2 separate regions of the Athene noctua genome follow, and region 1 is linked to region 2. Evidence: chromatin contacts called from public Hi-C data. All regions are on one chromosome and are shown on one strand. The core of a region is the stretch at or near the end of the contact, and the rest is flanking DNA. Distances in the headings are between cores, read along the strand shown.

Region 1 (2,700 bases), core at 47-2,546, 220 kb after region 2:
AGTGCTAGGACATCTGCACACTTATTTTAACCAAATGCAATTATGCAGGCAGAAAATAGTTTTAAACTCAGACAAGTCATTTAGGCTTTCAGAAAGTACTAGAGCATGAGATGGCAGGATGATGACATGTCAGATCAGATCTAGAACAAACTGAAGGAACACACTGGCGAGCCAAAGGACACAGCAAGCCTGCAGCAGCTCAGCAACCTGTACCTCGGCTTCTGGGGCAAAACAGCAGCTCTTCAGTGAAGCACTGAAACTCGCTGCAGATACAGTTATCCTGCACAGCTTACTGCAGATACCGTTACCCTGTACAGCCACCAACAGCATCCACAACGCACAAAGCCTACCAATCTATCACCAGTCCTTGGTTTCAGTTTAAAGCACAGAACTGCACTTACCCTCCCTAATGAGCAGGAGCCCAGCCAAGAATTATAAAACACTACAAACAAGCAGGCAATGCAATGAAGTACAAATACGAACCATTGCACTTTCTGTCTTATTTCATCTGCCTGAATTCATTCCCCCTCTAGCCGCAACGAGAAGTAGCTTCGTTGCTGTCATGGGACCCAAGCGAATTCCTAAAATCTTCAAGTGGGATTAAATGGGGTCCACCTTTTGTTCCAAATATTGTGGTTTTGCGGACTCCCATTTGCAAAGCCGCGCACAATCCTCAAGTACGATTTAATCACAGAGCTGAACTCGCAAAGCCCACTCTAATAACCACCTCCGAATTAAAAAAAAAAAAAAAAAAAAAAAAAAAAGAGGGAGGCTACTTCTACAGGCACTTTCGCCACTTTTCATGCCGTCTCTACCTTACAGGCCCCCCCGAGCAGAACAAGACCCGCCGTCGGCGGGAGGGAAGCCCACGCTCGCCCCGCGGCTCCGGCCAGCTCCCTGCAGCAGCGGCAGCGCCGCAGCACTTCTGCACGCCGGCGGGGAGCGGAGGGAGCGGGGCGGCGGGCTGGCGGCGGCACCCGGCAGCCGCAGGCCGCCCCGGGCCCGGCACGCCCGAGGCCGGGATGCGCCGGAGCCGCCCCAGGCAAGGGCGGCGGGGCTCTCCCCCGGCCTCCTGCCCGTTCGCACCGGTAGCGGGCCGGCCGGAGCGGCGGCACCGCGGACGGCGGCGCACCGGGGGTCCTGCCGCGGGACGCGCAGCCCCGCGCTTCCTTCCCCCCTTCCCTGCCTCCCGGCCTGCCGCAGAACGCACCTGCCCGCCGCTCCGCTCCGCGCCGCCCGCCCCGGAGGCGCCCGTAGCCCGCTGCGGGATGCGGCCAGCCTTCCGGAAACGCTTCCCAGCCCGCTGCGCTTACCCAGGAAACGATTCCGGCCGCCGGCCGCCGCCGCCCCTCCTCTCCCTCCGCCCCGGCCGCCGCCCAGAGCCGCGGGCCGCAGGGGCCCGGGCGGGCGGGGCGAGGCGGGGTCTGAGGGGGGGTGCGCGCCGCGGCGCCATGTTGCGTGTGCCCCGGGGCGGCGGGCAGCGCCCGGCCGCGACGGCCGGTAGCCAGCAGCTCGTCGGTAGCCTCCAGAGCAGCTGTCCTTCCGTGAAGGGGTAGGGTTCACGCGAGAGGACAGGTGTACCCCTGAAAATAATGAAAAATCATTTCTTCTCTTTAGGGGGATAAAAGAAGAGTCGGGCTTGTGCTTGGCGAATGTAATAATACCCAGGGCAAGGTGAGGCGGTAGCAGCTACATACCTGAAATGCCACCTGCTGTATCCTAGCACTCCTCCACCAATAACAAGAGCCAGAGAGGTAGATAGCCCACCTAGAAGAATGGGTTATTTTTCACACTGGATATGGACTCCAGTAGCAATGTGGGGTGGGTTAAACGTGGCTGATGAACATCAGTGACCCCCTCTAGTTGAGTGCTCACGGAGGGTGCTTGACACCCCCGTAGCTCACCAGGCAGCTGGGTTCTGGTGGGTCTCAAAAGTTACATAGCCAGCATGGACAGAAAACCGGGTATTCTCAAGTGCAGAAAACAAGTAAAAGGACCAGTGCTGGAAACTTCATTGCCTTGACCTGCTTGCAGTAGTACAGGGTAAGGCTCAGTGTAAATCCCTGGGCATATCTTGAGACGGATGAGTAGAAAATCACAGCAACACCCCAGACAGCTAGTAGTGAGGCTTAAAGAACACACTCATGGGAAGGTCTTTCTGTTTAAAGCCCTCCAAATATGTGGGATTTTGTCTGTGCTGTCAAGATAGGCTTTTGAGATCACAGGGGAAGAAACCACTCATTGCTGAGGCAAAATATTCAAGATGGGATGGTAGCTTGGTGGAAAGCATGTAACTGCTAACAGAACTTTTACTCCTACACCTTCTAACAATCTTAGGACGTCCCTGGAAAAGTAAAACACTCAGCAGTAAAACACAGTGTTGTATTTGAGTGACCAAAAGACATACAAGGAGGTAAAAGACGACTATTACAATAATGAAATGGCCAGCCTCCTCTTAAATGAAAACATATTTAGCAATGCTATTGAAGTGCCCAAGTCTACTTTAAAATTTATCACACCATTTATAATGGCAAATCTATTTATCTGAAATAGATGATTTTTTTAATGCATTCCAGAACCTTCTTCAATATTTCATTCCCTGGCTTTACAACTATGCTCCTGATAACAGCAGAACGCTCATGAACTAAGCACAATTAAAGGGATTATTAAAATGAATAGGAATATAGCATCTTCAATTAG
Region 2 (2,700 bases), core at 180-2,679:
TAACTGAATCATGAGGGATCTTCTCCTATTCAGGAGAATTTAAAATTGCCCATAACAGCACTGATGTAACAGGAATGAAGTTTATGGGGGGAAAGTAGATTTCTGACAAGGTGATTTATTGGTTGATTACTGGAATAATTTCAATAAGTCTTTTTGTTTGTTTGTTTGTTTTTTAAAATAAAAAGTCTGGAAGCAACTTAAAAGCCTGATCCAATTATGTGTTTTAAGACTGTGATTCGTGGAAAAAGACTCTACAACTCGAATAGAGTTATAAAGCAGGTATGTTTACTCCGGCGCCGGGGTGCAAGGGGATTTCTCCACAAAGCTTGCACACCCACCGCACATTTTACCGAAAACTTATAGAGTGTGGATATCCATATTCATTGGATTACATAACACAAATGCATATGCATGAGTAAGGCTGGGCTAGTTCGAAAGGCCGGTGTCAGCAGTTTATGTTCTCTTTGCACCTGCGCATTGCCTCCTGGTGGGCATCTTCGGGGGTCTTTGGGAGGAAGGCTCGTAGTCTTTCTCACCTTGTACTTTTCCCTGGGTCATGTGCAGATTCTCTTCGCCAAATTCTTGATTAACAAGAGTGGTTTTCAGCTGTTTTATTCATTCTATCTTATCTAAGAAAACCAATGGAACTTCTACTATTCGTATATGTCTATCTTTACTCATTACCAAGACCCAACTAGTTAGAGCACACCTGTTCCCCAAGGACAAAAGAATAATATTTTGTTGAACACTGCAGTTCTTGGTAGATTTTCACAGTAAACTCCTTTGTTTTGATGAACACAGTAGTCCATGGTAAAATTCCATGGAACAGTCTGGGCAAGCAGGATTCTTAGCAATATTAAAAAATACTGTAAGTTATACTGTAAGTTGCTATAAGTAAGTTGCTAAGCAGTTTGCTATAAGTAAGTAAGTCTCAAAACAAGTAATCATTTCTCTGTATCAACTGAATAAAAGCAGAGGTTGAGTCAGCTAAAACATTACGAGAGCATTGTGTTCAGTAATAGCACTCTGCTAAATCCAAGTGCAAGTGCCCAGCACCTTATCTGGGGCTGTTCCTGTATTTGTGGGATTTCCAGTCCTGTAACGGGTGGTGTTTCGATGCAGGAGGAATACAAGCGTTGGTAAGATTTATTTTCTGAAGTGGTCATGGAGTTTGGAAGAATTAATACTGTTTGGGGAGTGTTCCTCTTAAGAACCATTTTACAGACACACGCACACGTGCCGTTGCCAGGGTGGATCTTGGCACTTTCGTGTGGCTTCTGAATTAATTATGCGACTCCTGGCATCTCCCTCGAGGGAAGGGCTCGGCCCGGCGCCGGGCGCTGGACCCGACCCGCCCGGCCGGACTGACGCCTCCCGCCGCCGCCCCGCCGCCGCTCCGCAGCGCCTCCTCGCCCCGCGCCCTCGCACCCGCCTCGGCGCGAAGCAGCGCCCCAGGCGGGAGCGGGGCTGGTGCCCGGAGGCGCGGGCAGGCGGGAGAGCTGGGCAGGCGGAGCCCCCGCGCCGAGCAGAGAGGGGCGGCGTGTCGCCCCCTCCCGAACGCAGCCGCCGCAGCCCAGCCGGGCGCGGTGCGACCCGGCCCGGCCCTGTCTGCCCGGGGCCGCGGCCTGGCGGGGCCGCCGGAACGCCTCGCCGGCGGTAAGGGTTAACGGGGGTATGCGGGTGCCGCTCCCGTGCTGGGCAGGGGGACGGAGGAGCGGGGCTCCAGCGCCCGGGCTGCCCCGGCGCGGCCCGGGGGAGCCGCTCAGGCCCGGCGGCAGCGTAGGGCAGGCCGCTGGCGGGGGCCGCCTCTCCCCGCAGCGCCCCGCGCCGCCCTCCCCGGAGGGAGAAGCGAGGGGGAGGAACCCTGTCAGATAAAAAAGGACCCTCGGGTTACTGCCCAGGGAGAGGGGGTTGGGCGTTGCTGCGTTCGCGCCTGTGTGGGTTGGGGGGGGCTGTTTGTTTTTTAAGCCTTTCAGCCCAGTGTTTCAAGAAACCCTTCGCGTGTTTATACAAAGAAGTATCTTTTTTTCTGTGACAGTACTATGAGTTGTCAGGGGCCGTTTCTCATAAATGAAGGGGAGTTGGGGAACGGTCTCGTGGCTGGCTTTTTCTCCTGACTTCCATTAATCTTCCCTCTAGCTTAGTTAACTGAAGTTGGGGACAGTAGAAGCTTTGCCGTCCATTGTAACTGTATCAGACAGTTGCAGTTGCTGTTAGAAAGCAGATATGGTCATGTATACCCATAAAATTAGTAAGACAAAAACTACAGTAGATGGCTGTCAAAGATTTACTGTTTGTTGGTGTCTGAGGAACCGTGTGAATGCTCACAGAGCCACTTTTCATGAATTCCTGTTAATATGAAGTAGTACTGGGTGGCCAGGCTGCCTGCTGTACCTGGTACAACACAAATGCTGTGGGGTTGTTTATTGTTTATCTTTTCCTGAATTGTATAATGGTAGAGGCTACTGACAAAGGTGATAAATAAAGAAGAAAAATACATGTATTGGTAATACAGAGGAATTAGTGTGTGTGTAAATCCTTTCCTATGCTGTGTGGTGAATAAATGACATAATTCTGTTCACTTGAGTTCATTAAGTCAAAGCTGAGCTATCCTTCAAGCTGAGTGTTTATGATACACTCGTTACCTTTCACTTTAAGTGAAGTTATGTATACACTGGAAACATTTTTTCTTTGCTATTC

Evidence for each region. Hi-C and Micro-C count contacts between places; a contact is called where the count stands out from the background.
Region 1: a Hi-C map of heart shows a contact between it and region 2, with 5 times the contacts expected there. The contact joins the promoter of APBB2 here to the promoter of NSUN7 in region 2. A contact is called at or near these places in 2 of 2 Hi-C or Micro-C datasets (heart and liver).

What each region holds. Positions count from the first base shown.
Region 1 is chr4:27,040,938-27,043,637 of bAthNoc1.hap1.1, forward strand. APBB2 (amyloid beta precursor protein binding family B member 2) reads right to left here and starts at 1,297. Exons shown (of 15, transcript XM_074904704.1): 1 at 1,211-1,297.
Region 2 is chr4:26,825,752-26,828,451 of bAthNoc1.hap1.1, forward strand. It overlaps NSUN7 (NOP2/Sun RNA methyltransferase family member 7), which reads left to right and starts at 1,430. Exons shown (of 13, transcript XM_074904713.1): 1 at 1,430-1,656.